Regions from separate parts of the Mus musculus genome. Here regions 2 and 3 are each linked to region 1. The links are chromatin contacts, called in public HiChIP or PLAC-seq maps. All regions are on one chromosome and are shown on one strand. Each heading gives the region's core, a stretch centred on a gene start, on an enhancer-like site or on the middle of the called end of the contact. The rest is flanking DNA. Distances are from core to core; before and after follow the strand shown.

The links. HiChIP or PLAC-seq counts read pairs in DNA pulled down with a chosen protein or histone mark.
Region 2: a contact with region 1 is called in an H3K27ac HiChIP or PLAC-seq map of microglia, with 8 times the contacts expected there. The contact joins the promoter of Ypel4 here to the promoter of Fam171b in region 1. A contact is called at or near these places in 4 of 39 promoter capture datasets (cranial neural crest, hippocampal neurons, liver and 1 more), 3 of 115 datasets of contacts at active chromatin or transcription factors (embryonic forebrain, fibro-adipogenic progenitors and microglia) and 1 of 9 other capture datasets (liver).
Region 3: a contact with region 1 is called in an H3K4me3 HiChIP or PLAC-seq map of bone marrow-derived macrophages, with 5 times the contacts expected there. The contact joins the promoter of Selenoh here to the promoter of Fam171b in region 1. A contact is called at or near these places in 3 of 39 promoter capture datasets (the C10 cell line, hippocampal neurons and neural stem cells), 1 of 484 Hi-C or Micro-C datasets (embryonic stem cells), 5 of 115 datasets of contacts at active chromatin or transcription factors (astrocytes, bone marrow-derived macrophages, large pre-B cells and 1 more) and 2 of 9 other capture datasets (liver and pancreatic islet).

The regions. Positions count from the first base shown.
Region 1 is chr2:83,810,623-83,814,716 of GRCm38.p6, reverse strand. Fam171b (family with sequence similarity 171, member B) reads right to left here and starts at 2,105. Exons shown (of 8, transcript NM_175514.3): 1 at 1,740-2,105. The coding sequence starts at 1,968.
Region 2 is chr2:84,731,899-84,735,992 of GRCm38.p6, reverse strand. It overlaps Ypel4 (yippee like 4), which reads right to left and starts at 1,789. Exons shown (of 5, transcript NM_001005342.2): 1 at 1,700-1,789.
Region 3 is chr2:84,668,331-84,672,424 of GRCm38.p6, reverse strand. Selenoh (selenoprotein H) reads left to right here and starts at 1,717. Exons shown (of 4, transcript NM_001033166.3): 1 at 1,717-1,942; 2 at 2,035-2,180; 3 at 2,309-2,438; 4 at 3,028-3,210. The coding sequence starts at 1,839. The coding sequence ends at 2,409. Tmx2 (thioredoxin-related transmembrane protein 2) reads left to right here. Exons shown (of 9, transcript NM_025868.4): 9 at 1-1,114. The coding sequence ends at 36. Btbd18 (BTB (POZ) domain containing 18) reads right to left here. Exons shown (of 5, transcript NM_001145100.1): 5 at 3,644-4,094.

The DNA of each region.
Region 1 (4,094 bases), core at 856-3,355:
GGAACTGATGGCTTCCGAAGTAATCATCCAAACATCCAAACATCCCTCCCAAATTACAGAAAAGACATAGTTTCACTTTCATCCTAAATACAAAAGTTTCACATTATTGCAGTTATTCATAATGCCCAGGAGAACTCATAATGCCGTGGTAACCAAACCCATTTCGCTCCTGTAAGACAAAATATATCAGAAACCATGAAACTCACCCACACTCTCCCAGACTCCCATTACACTGATCATGCAAGAAATCACTCTTGCTATGAAAACACAATCTCCAGCTTTAACATAAGCCTCATGCACTCCACGGCACTAACACTTCCGGGTACTAAAAACCCAGTAAGAACCAAAGAACTGCATACCTTTCCATTGTAACCACCTTTGAGTGCTATTAATCGGTTTAAGGGGGTAGGGGGGGTGTCAGAAATGCATGCCTTCCCCTGTGCACTTTGGTGATTTCATCCCATGCTCAAAGCACTCCAAGAAATTAAATCATCCCGGCTGTGTCATGAATCACAGCTGGCATGCCTCCGAACTGCTCTCCGATGATGAGCAAGCAAGATAATCTAAGACGCTGATTCCACTCTACAGAATTTCATTTTTAGCATCTTCTATAATGCTGCTAGGCAGATTTTAAAACAAAAATATCAGTGTTATAACACTCACTCATCTAGGGTTTGTGAAACCTCAGCCCACTACCCAGAAAATTGGTGGGGTTTTGTTGTTGTTGTTGTGTTTTGTTTTCATTTTTTAAAAAGCCCCCCCCTTTTTTCCCCCAAAGCCCAGACAGAATTTAAAATGTAAAAGGTAACTAAGTGGATTGTGGGCTGGGTAAAAGCTATTTAAACGGATAACCCAGCTCTTTGCTCTTCGGAGAGCTTTACCTGAGGGAGAGGGAAACAGAAAATAGAGGACTGTGATGGTCATATAAATTACACCCGTATCTCATCACCCTTTACCGAATGAGTCAAGAGATGGCTCATTTAAGTTCCACTACAAGGAGATTCCCCTCAGGGGGAGGGGCTGGTTATGCTACCCAAACACCACTCCAAGCTACCTGTCTCCCTCCCACATCCCTTCCTTCAACTACAAACTCCTGTTTCATTTTTTTTTCTTTCATCTTATTGTAGCAAATGCATTTTTTCCCTGTTTTTGCAAGCCGCCTTGGATCTTTCCTGGGGTAAGAAGAGAAATATAAAGAAATAGAGATCCCGCCCCCCCCCCCACTTCCCCGGTTCTAAATTTAAATACAGCAGGCAGGGAGAAACAGTGCAAACGCTGTGTGGGTGTACATGGCAAGACGGTTTGCTCAGTATCTAGGAGAGGATAGAGAAGAGAATGCTAAAGGGATTTGAGAGCGTGTGTGTGTGTGTGTGTGTGTGTGTATGTGTGTGTGTGTGTGTGTGTGTGTGTGTGTGTGTGTGTGTGTGTGTAGAAAGAAGAGGGAAAATAAGATTAGTGGAATAGTGGAAACAGGCACCCATCTTGACCATCCTTACCGTCCACCCCCACCCCACCCCCAGCCCCCGACCCTTCTGAAGCCCACTGCAGTGCTCTGCGGGAAAGATTTCCCACCCGAGCAAAGAGCTAAAGGCCGAACGGGCAACCTGGGAAGACGCGAAGGAATTGAGACCAGCAAAGATAGGCTAAGCGGAGACGAGAAAGGAGCTAAGAATCCCGGGAAGCCTGATGCGATCGCTGGCACAGAAGAAGTAAAGCAGGGCTGGGCTACCGAGACGTACCTGGAGCCACCAAAGTAGAGGATGCCCCAGGCACCTCCGGCCTCCCCTCCTCTGCCTCCTCCCGCTGCTTTTGCTCTTGCAGCTGCTGCTGCTGCTGCTGCTGGATGAGGCTGAGGTCGGAGCGACTGAGTTCGGCTCTAGCGGCCGCGGGGACCAGCCGCGCCTTCAGCAGCACAGCGGCCAGGCCGAGGAGCAGGGCGCAGGGGACGCGACGGCAGAGCCTCGCCATGGCGAAGAGCCAGGGAGCCACGGAGGCATATTGCGGGGCTGCGGGAGGCGGCGGGCGCCAGGGCTGCGGAACCCGGCCGCGCCCGCTCGCTCGCTCCCCCTCGCGCCGTCTGCGGTGCACAGCCTCGGCAGGAGGAGGAGGAGCGGGCCGGCAAGAGGATGGCGAGCCCGCTTTCGCATCCTCGCGCACGTGACCGCCGGGAGGGGCGAGCGGGGGCCTGGGCCCTGTGGCTACCCAGCAAGTGCTCTGCAAGGTGATGCTGGTGCCCAGGCGTTTAGCTAGGCGGAGATTAACAGGAAAGAGTTTCTGGCCCTTAATCTTTACCGAGGCAGCAGGAAAATGTAGAGTGGAATAAAATTCCTTCCACTAGACACCGAGGTAGAAAAAGGTGGCACATTAATTTCCTTCTAAAGCAATCAGACAACTGTGGTTCAAAAGCCAGGTTCCTTTAACGGAATAGTCTCTGCTGTCCCTTGGCCCACTTACAAGATAAACTGATATTCTCCAGGCTTTTTTTTTTTTTTTTTCTGCTTAAATGAGAATTTCTTTCTTCATCATAAATTATTCCTAATTACACCTTTTCTATTTGTAACCTATACTTTCCATGTGTTTGGAGGGTTTTTTAATTTGTTTTGTTTTTTAATGTCTTGCTAGATATGGTGGCTCACACCTTTAATTTTTAGCACTCAGGAGGTAGAGGCAGGCAAGTATTAGTAATTTGAGACCAACTTTGTTCTACATAGGGAGTTCTAGGACAGCCAGGGACTATAGAGAAAGACCCTGTCTCAAGACAAACAAACAATCAAACAAACAAATAAAAGTCTTATTTAACAAATAATAAACTAGGAGTTCTCTGTGCGTTTTAATCAGGAGCTTAGAATAAGTAAAATAGAATCCCTTCGTTCCAAATACTTACTGCCTGTTAGGGCAAGGCAATAAATATATAAGCAAAATATAGTCCACAGTGGTGGTTGCAACTGAAGAAGCAGTACAGGCATTTAGAGCTTACACAGAGTTGAAAGAAATTAAGTAAAGTCTGTGAAAGACACCGGGGAAGGTAGTCTGCACAAAATAAAAATTCACACAGAAATAGTAGATACCAAGTCGTCGAAAAACTGGAAGTGCGTTTGTGTGTGTGTGTGTGTGTGTGTGTGTGTGTGTGTGAGAGAGAGAGAGAGAGAGAGAGAGAGAGAGAGAGAGAGAGAGGCATAAAAGCATAATGTATTGGGAAAGTTTAAGCTGGGAAAGCAGTTACCAGAGGACTTATCCTTTTCTACAGTGAGTGCAGACTATTAAACTGTTTAAAAATAACTAGCAGACACTTGTGCTTACTGTGTGAGGCACTGTTCTGGCATCTCACAGATGGCAAATGCAGCAACCTTGGATGCTATATAAGCAAGCAGAAATCTACACTAAAGACCATTCTGGAGGTTGATTGGGAGAGAGATACCTACCAACCATGCTTTTAATTTTCTTTTTTGAGGGTCACTTTGCTATCAGCATGAAAGACAGATTGGAGAAGGGAAGGCAGGGAAGAGAGATGGACACATTTGAGACATTTGTGATAAAACAAAATCAAATAACAAAAAATGAGAAGTGACAAAATGCATGATCCTAAAAACAAGAGGAAAGACAGGGGAAATTGGTATTTAAGGTTGGAGTCAGCAGAGATAGATGGTTGATGGAAGTTGATGGTGACGAGGTAGGCTATGTCTGACTGGAGGTCTCAGTTGCCTGATTGAGATCTTAGGTGGCTTATGACATTATCAAGATCAGCTGTCGGAACTGATTAAAGGATAAAGCTACACTGAAGGGCCTCGGCTTTAACAAACTGGAGTGTTTTGTATTTGGAGTGCACGAGGGAAGTTCTACACATAATCTGTCTCATCTGGCTGCACGGCACTCTTCACCTTTTTAAAGCTGGCAGAACATTTGAGCTGCCTTTCTTCTCCCTGCCCTTCTCATTCTTAAGGTTGTCCCTCCCAGTGTTCCCATCTTTGTGGAGACAACAGGCTGGTTGCTCAGTGGTGGAGAAAGACTGTGGTCAAGAATATAAAAATGTTCCTATAAAATAAAATAACAGGGATTTACAAACATTCTCTCCCTGTGTTCTCAGAGCTGCTCTT
Region 2 (4,094 bases), core at 540-3,039, 920 kb before region 1:
GCACTTGCTGTCTTCCTAGCATCTGGTCCTCTGGTCTCATTACTTACTTACCGTTGCCTTAGCTCTGAGTTAAAGACAAGCACCTAGCCCTAGGAGGAGAATTATCTTTCTTCCAGCAAGTCTGACAGCTAGGCCCGTGGAAAGTAGGCAGCACATCAGAAGCCAGGCTTCTGGGCTGTGTGCTATAGAGTGAGAGCAACCTTAATAGGAGACAACAGGGTAAGGGGACACCTTATTTTTAAAAGCTGGGCTTTAGGGCACAAGGCAGAAAACATTTCTCCTCCCAGGAGCTAGAGCAAATGCCAGTGCCAGGACAGCAACAGTGAGATAATTGCGGGGATAAGAATCCTGAGACGCTGGGATCTGCTCACACTCCAGTCCCAAAGTAGCTGAGTGCACTGCAGGCAGAGGATAAGGAGGGAAGTGTCTTCTGTTAACTCCGATAAGCAGGTGATGTGCCTCTGCCTCTCTAGTGGAGCATCCTGCAGCTGTAGGTGGGGTGGCCTGTGTCTCCTTCAGAGATGCCCGCTAAGTGCTCTCGTGATGCTAGACCACCAAGCAGAGGAGGCAGCACAGCTTCAGTTACCCACATAAACAGTCTGTTCTCCTGTCCTCCATGGTGGCCATGAGCACCCGATTCTTCTACTGTCTCGAAGGGCTGTCATGCAGTCTCCACAAATCCCCCTGGGTGAGACCATCTTCAGTTTTTGGTCCTCTACTGTTGTCTTGAGTCCCAGGAAGACACCTTGGGCTTAGTTCAGGGTGACATTGTATTCTGGCCCTTCTTGCTACAGTTCAGCATCACTTCCATGATCTTCCTTCAAGTTTGCCTGTAGTTCACCTCAAGGTGCCACCTTGAAACACCTACTTCAAGGGACCAGGAGATGCCAGGTTTGCCCCCTCCCGCTATCTTCTTCCCTAGCCCTGTCCTTCTGTCACTGTCACGCCTCCCTCCCTGTCCCTTTCTGCTTCTCTGTCCAGCAGAGGAGAAGCTGCAAAGGACAAAAAAATAAAATTAAATTAAAAAATCATAAAAAGGAGAGTTGGGGTCACTTCTCCCATTTCTGCCCTCTCTCGTCATGGGGTGAAGCAAATCGGGGAAATTACTGAGGTCAGAAAACAAAACAAAGGTGAGTGCTGGGAAGAGGACGAGTCCCTGAAGCTGAGATGAGGCTGGACTGTGGGAGGTGGGGGGAGCAGAAGGGCTTGTGCCTGGGAAGACTGGCAACTGAGAGCCTAAGTGACAAGGCAGAGACAGGTGGAACCAGGTGCGAATCCAGTGCCTCTCAGGGAATAAAAAGGGGAGGGGGACTTGTGCTCACAACGGATGTATTCAATTGCTTTGAGTTTTCGCCTCCCCCTGGACCAGGCATTTTCAGTATGGTATGGTCCGAATAATTAGCAGAGCAGCCAGCTCCCAGGGCTGACTCTGGGGGTCTGCACCGGTAGCAAAAACAATAAACAGTGATGTCTGATGCCGCAGCCAAAGTTGCCGGGAAATAAGTGCGAGAGAATCGTCAGAGCTTGGGGAAGGATGGAGGAGCTGAGAGAGAGGAGGGAGCGGAGGCAGCAGGGAGGGGGAAGGGAGGACAAAGGGTGGATGAATAATGCTTTTGCAAAGGAGAGAAAGCAACACACAGCAGGAAGAGGTAATTTGCGAAGGGGAAAAATTGATTTGGAGAAGGGCTGCCCCCCTCACCTTGAGGTCTGCTCCAGAGATCTCCGTCTATCTCTTTCAATCTCTCTGTTCACTCTTCTCTCTTCTCTGTTGGTTCCTTCAATTGGGAAGGGGATGGGATTGGGGGAGGGTAGTTGAGGGGCTGAGGTCTGGGACTGCAGGCTGGACAGCTGCTGGGGGGCAGAGGTTGCCTCTTGCTCTGTACCTCGGTCTGTGGGTAAATGTGGCTGTGTGTTGTGGAACTGCATCATAACACTGTGAGTCATCCAACCCCCCACCCCCCTCACCTCCCACGTCAGAGCAGGGCTGGGAGACACAGGAGGCGGGTTGAGAGGGAGGGAGGGGGCAGGCATCAAGGGACCAGGCTAGAGGGGTGATGTTAGGGAGTGGGGGCAGAGAGATGGCTGGCATAGGGGTGTCGATGTAGGTGGTAAGGAAAAGGAGAAATAGGTTGTTAAGGAGCAAGGCTGTGTGACCAAGGAAACGGAACCCGAAGAAGGGCAGGGATGGAGTGAGGGTGGCAGGGAGGGAGCAAGGATGGTGAAGTGAGGTGGATCTAGAGAGAGCCAGGAAGTACACTCGCACTCAACATGATACATTTCCACTTCAACTCTGACATCAGCTCTGATGCAGGGTAAGGTAAAGAAGGATATATTAATTGTCATGGTTGACAAACCAGGCTCTCAAATGTGTTCAGTACTGAGTACTTGGAAGCTTTAATGTCCATTTCATGGCCCCAAAGAAGCCATAGGTCAAATATGACATCTTAAACCCAGGAACCTCTTATCAACTCCCTCCAAACGGTTTGTGCTGCCAATGGAGACACCTATGTGACATGAGGTTCTTAACAGAGCTGTGAACTTTCAGATCCTCAGGGGAACTTCACTCTGCATCCCAAGACTGCAGTGTCTATTGCAAAGTCCAGCATGCTGAAGATATTTGCAAAATAGTTGTTTGCTTTCATCTTCAGACAAGGGCTATGTGTCTGGCTTTGATATCCAAGACACCGGTGTTGAAATCTTAGCTTTGCCAATTATTCACCAGGAACCCTGGGCAAATGACTAATCCTCCTGCACTATACAATTCCTCTTCTGACCAGTGAAGCTAATTCTATTTACCTCCAGAAGAAGTGACTATGTGAGACAGCTTGTAAATTTCCAAAGTGCCTGACATATGATAGGCACTAAGTAAAGAGTAATGAAATTTTAGGTTGTTCCCTCCTTTTGTACTTAACTTTTTTTTGGGGGGGGGTGGTGTTCGAGACAGGGTTTCTCTGTATAGCCCTGGCTGTCCTGGAACTCATTTTGTAGACCAGGCTGGCCTCGAACTCAGAAATCTGCCTGCCTTTGCCTCCTGAGTGCTGGGATTAAAGGCGTGCACCACCACGCCTGGCCTGTACTTAACTTTTAAAATTAGCATTCTAAATTGAATTTTGTTATGGGTTAGTGTTATTTTTATTTTTTTAAGATTTGTTTACTTTATGTATACGAGTACACTGTAGCTGTCTTCAGACACACCAGAAAAGAGTGTCAGATCCCATTACAGATGGTTGTGAGCCACCATGTGGTTGCTGGGAATTGAACTCAGGACTTTTGGAAGAGCAGTCAGTGCTCTTAACCGCTGAGCCATCTCTCCAACCCCCAGGATTAGTGTTATTTCAAAACAGCATTCTCTACATGGGGCAATGAGATGGGCAGGACTGCAAATTCCAGGCCAGTCTGTGTGTCCTGGTAAGATAAGGAGTGGATAAACAGAAACTCTGAACCAATACAGGTGGGAACCATCATCATCATCATCATCATCTCAGAGCATGACTCAAGCTCAGAGGGGATTTTCTATTACAGTTTTGATATTTCAAGAGACATGATGCCAAATGTTTGTCTTATAGAGGGATTACATTTTCCCTTGCTAATTTTTTTACAGTTTTATTTACTTAATTTATATGAGTACACTGTCACTGTCTTCAGACACACCAAAGAGGGCGTCAGATTCCATTACAGATGGTTGTGAGCCACCATGTGGTTGCTGGGAATTGAACTCATCTGGAAGAGCAGCCTTGGTCTTAACTGCTGAGCCATCTCTCCAGCTCCACTATTTATTTATTTATTTATTTATTTAAAATCAGCTTCCAGGTAAAATTCATCTGACCTGGAACACTTTCCATGGAGTGCAGTACTGTGTCTGTCACTAAATTATGTGGGCCCAGAACACGCACCCATCCACAAGACAGAACTCCATTTTATTTCATAGGCTAATTTTCAGAAAATGAAAACTGAAACAGACTCATGGAGAGTAGTTTTGCTATCTATCTCTCTTCTCACATGTGAGGGGTGAAGATTAAGGCAGGGAAAACAGGTAAAGAAAGATCCCATGGGTCCTGTAAGAAGAAAGGGAGATTCTGAATACTCAATTGGGA
Region 3 (4,094 bases), core at 468-2,967, 860 kb before region 1:
ACTGTGCCAGATGGGGAAAACAAGAAGGACAAATAGGATCCTGCATTGTTTTTGCTTCCTCTCCTGTCAATTTCAGGAACCTTTGAGGCCCAGTTCCAGCTATAACCACAATCCTTGCCTGAGGCCTTTTGATTTCTGTTTGGCTGTGCCTGGGTAGGGGCACTGTGCCTGCTTCTGATTTTGAAAGAAGCATCCTGGAAACCATGAAGTATTCTACTATGAAGGGCGCATCTGCCCTGGTCAGCTGTTTCTCGAAGGGAGTGATCTTATCGATAGAGGTAGAAATGGTTTCCCTCCAAGGTTGGGTCAATGTGTAAATTGCTATTCAACACTTGGATATTACCAGTCTGTGGTTTAATTATTCCTCCTAGTGAGCTTGCAAAGCATAGACTAAATTAAACCCTAATGTTAGATGTCAGTATAAAGCCCTTAGAATTTTTCCTCAAGGACCCCTTCTTCCTTTAGGCCTTTCTGTCTTGATCTGTGCATTAAGAAATTTAAGTTTGGGGCTGGAGAAATGGCCCATCGATTAAGAAAGAGCACTGGTGGCTGCTTTTCCAGAGATCCTGAGTTCAATTCCCAGCAACCACATGATGGTTCATAATGGGATCTGATGCCCTCTTCTGGCATGCAGGCAGAATACTATATATAGTAAGTAAATCGTAAAGAGAAAGGAATTTAAGGGGTTGGAGAGATGACTCAGTGGCTAAGAGAATTGGCTGTTCTTCCAGAGGACCCAGGTTTGATTCCTAGCAGCACATAGAGGCTAAACCACCTGTAACTCTAGTCTCAGGGGCTCCAACATCCGCCCTTGACCTTGGCTGGCACTGTATGCATGTAGTGCACAAACACGTGACGGAGGAACACATAAAAGGCTTGTATGTGTTATCATTTAAGGTCACTGTTCCCAATTAAAAGCCTTCAACCATGATTTTCATCATTGGAAATAGAATTGAATGGCCACCCTGTGTTGTGGGAACTGAGAAGGGCAATATAAACCTGAGAGGTTCCTTTGTGTGGTGGGGCCTGAAGAAGAAAGCCCCACGGCTGGACAGCTGTTCTCTCCTCCTATCCCACCGCTTCCCCTAATAAAGGGACTGTTCTTTTGATTGCCTTGCTGTTTTTCCTTTACTAGTGGGCAGCTGCCGGGGGACTGCTTTTTTTGTTTGTTTGTTTGTTTTTTTAATCCTAAAATTGAATATCAAACCCAGGGACTCTAAAAGCCAAACACCTCTAGACCTCAACTTCCTTTTTAAGGTTGTGGATGAGGGCCTTGATCAGTTGGAGAAATGAACCCTAACTCACCATCCTCTTGATTTCACCTGGGTGTCTGAGAAGATAGGCACCAGCTACAGCGTCTGGATTGTAAATGGCTCGGGTTCAAATACACTTAACCGGTCCGTTTTTGTTTCACCGCATGGAGATGTGGAGTAACAATGTCGGTGCGAATTAGAATTCTGTAGTCTATGTACAAACGCCCTGGAAATGTGGAGTAGACTTCCCTGAGATTGGTCTGGGGATCCTTGGGTAGGAGGTATAGATACCGAAAACCCCCAGCCAAAGGAGGCTTTCAAGACTCCTCCGTCTCCGCCCAAGACAGACCCCCTCAGTGCTGTACAATGTTGGTTTGATCCGGATTTCCGCGCCGACTCCCTTTTGATAGCGTAGTTGGGCTTGAAGGGCCCGCCTTCAGATCACGTGTCCTTCCCCCCACCCCCGCACATTTCCCTTTGCTGCGAGATTTGAACTTTGCATCTGTGATTCCCGGCTGCTGGTTTGTCTCTCCGGAGTTGCATCGCCCCTTATTCCACCAACGCGCCATCCCCGAAATCCGTGCCATGGCCCCCCACGGAAGAAAGCGTAAGGCGGGGGCCGCGCCTATGGAGACGGTGGACAAGCGCGAGAAACTGGCGGAGGGCGCGACCGTGGTCATTGAGCATTGGTGAGGGGTTGGGGAGTCGAGGAGGGCGGGAAAGAGTTGGCTCTGGCGGCTGAGACCAGAGAGACCCCATTTGCAATCGCTTGTGTCTGTAGTACGAGCTGACGCGTGTACGGCCGCCATGCTGCTGCCTTGAGCCAGGCTCTGCAACTGGAGGCCCCAGAGCTACCTGTGCAAGTGAACCCGTCCAAACCGCGGAGGGGCAGCTTCGAGGTGACGCTGCTGCGCTCGGACAACAGCCGTGAGTGGAGGCCGCGATGGGGGGTGGGTGGGGGTGGGGCGAGAAGCGACTCCCGGCCACCTGATAACTGAGGGGAGGGGGTACCAATGAGTACCACCATAATTTGGCTTTATCCCATCCTTTCCCAGGTGTTGAACTCTGGACTGGTATTAAGAAGGGCCCTCCACGAAAGCTCAAATTTCCTGAGCCTCAAGAGGTGGTTGAAGAATTGAAGAAGTACCTTTCATAAAGAGGTTGGGAAAGAGTCCTCATGTTGAGGTTTGCATCGTGACCAGGGCATGCACACTGGGATAGACAGGGAACGTCTCCTTACCATTTCGGTGTATTTTTCATGGGATTTGGGATTTTCGAAGAGGAGCTAAATTGTAGAACTCCTGCTGATAACACTCCCGACCCCCAAACAAATCTAAGAGCCATTTGTACTCTCTTGAGTTAGTTAAGTCTTAGCCTGAGGGCACAGGCAAGTTTTGTTTGCTAATTCAGTTTTCCACCTCTGGTGTTATTTTAATTCTATGAGTCTATTGCAAATCAATAAATTCAATAAAGTGTGGCTTACTTGTAGTTAAGGTTTTTCTCCCTTGTATTGACAGCCTCTTTGCTGTTACTTCACTTTACCTGGCTTTTCTGTGTTTTGTTAGTAATCTGAGATAAGATAGCCTCAACCCATCCCGCTCGTACCCCCACTTCTTGGTTACATGGATTTTATTTTTGTCCCGTGTTTCATGCATGTTGACTGATCACTGATGGAAGGTGAAGTTAATGAGCTCCAGAGTTGTAGGTGGGGATGGGCTTGTCTCCTGGTCCTTGTGATGGAACCCTACTCTGATGTTCCCTTCTCTGTTTGCAGCTTTCAGTCCCTGGAGATGTTGAAGCATTTATGATGGTGCATGGCCAAACTTAAGCTATGCACCTGAAGCCATAGTTTCTTCCTCACCAGAAGTGATGGTTCAGTTGTGAGGCAGCCCTCCAGCAAGACATTGTAAAAGTGTTTCAATTGTTTAATAAAAGGTCAAGTATCTGAGAATAAGGAGCAAGTTTAAATTTTGTCTTAAAGAATGGGTAGAACCAGCTTTGTGGGGCTGTTGGTCTGTATTTTTCAGAGTGCAAAGTAACTCGTGTCTGGAAATTGTAAGGCCTATGGTGAAACACTTATAAAACAAGAATGTTGCTAGGTTTGGTGGTGTATACCTGCAATCTCAGCACTTTGAAGTCTCACAGGGGGACTGGGCCAATCTGGCCTACCAGAGACCCTTGCTTAAAACAGAACCACAGCTGGGCGTGGTGGCGCACGCTTTTAATCTCAGCACTTGGGAGGCAGAGGCAGGCACTCTAGTTCGAGGCCAGCCTGATCTAGAGTGAATTCCAGGACAGCCAGGGCTACACAGAGAAACCCTGTCTCGAAAAGCAAAAAAAACAACAAAAAAACCAGCCAAACAAATGAAAACCAAAACCACAAAGCAAATCTGTTTTTTAAAAGCAACTACTTTTAATCTACTTCTCAGAAGTGGTCGTGGAAGTAACATCTTTCTAGCTTCTGTGGCAGCTTTTCCTTGACTTCCCATACTGGCAGTGAGTAAGCCCCATAGGCTGGGCTTAGAGGCACAAGCCTGTAACACTAGCTACAGGAGGCTGAGGCAGAAGTCAAAGTTCAAAGCCAGCCTGGGCAATTTAGAGATTCCACTCATTTCAGTGTTCTACTTAACATGGCTTCATTCCTTCTCAAACCTTCTTTGAATACAACCACAAACAGTGCTTGAAGTTCCCTGAATTTTCAGTGACTATAAGATATCTCATGAATTGAGAGGCTACTCATAACTATCCTTATGACCTGAGTTGGGTACCACATAGTTTTGTCACTGAAAAATGGATTACAAAGAAATTGCTTTGTTCATAATTTTCTAACCATGGTATTGC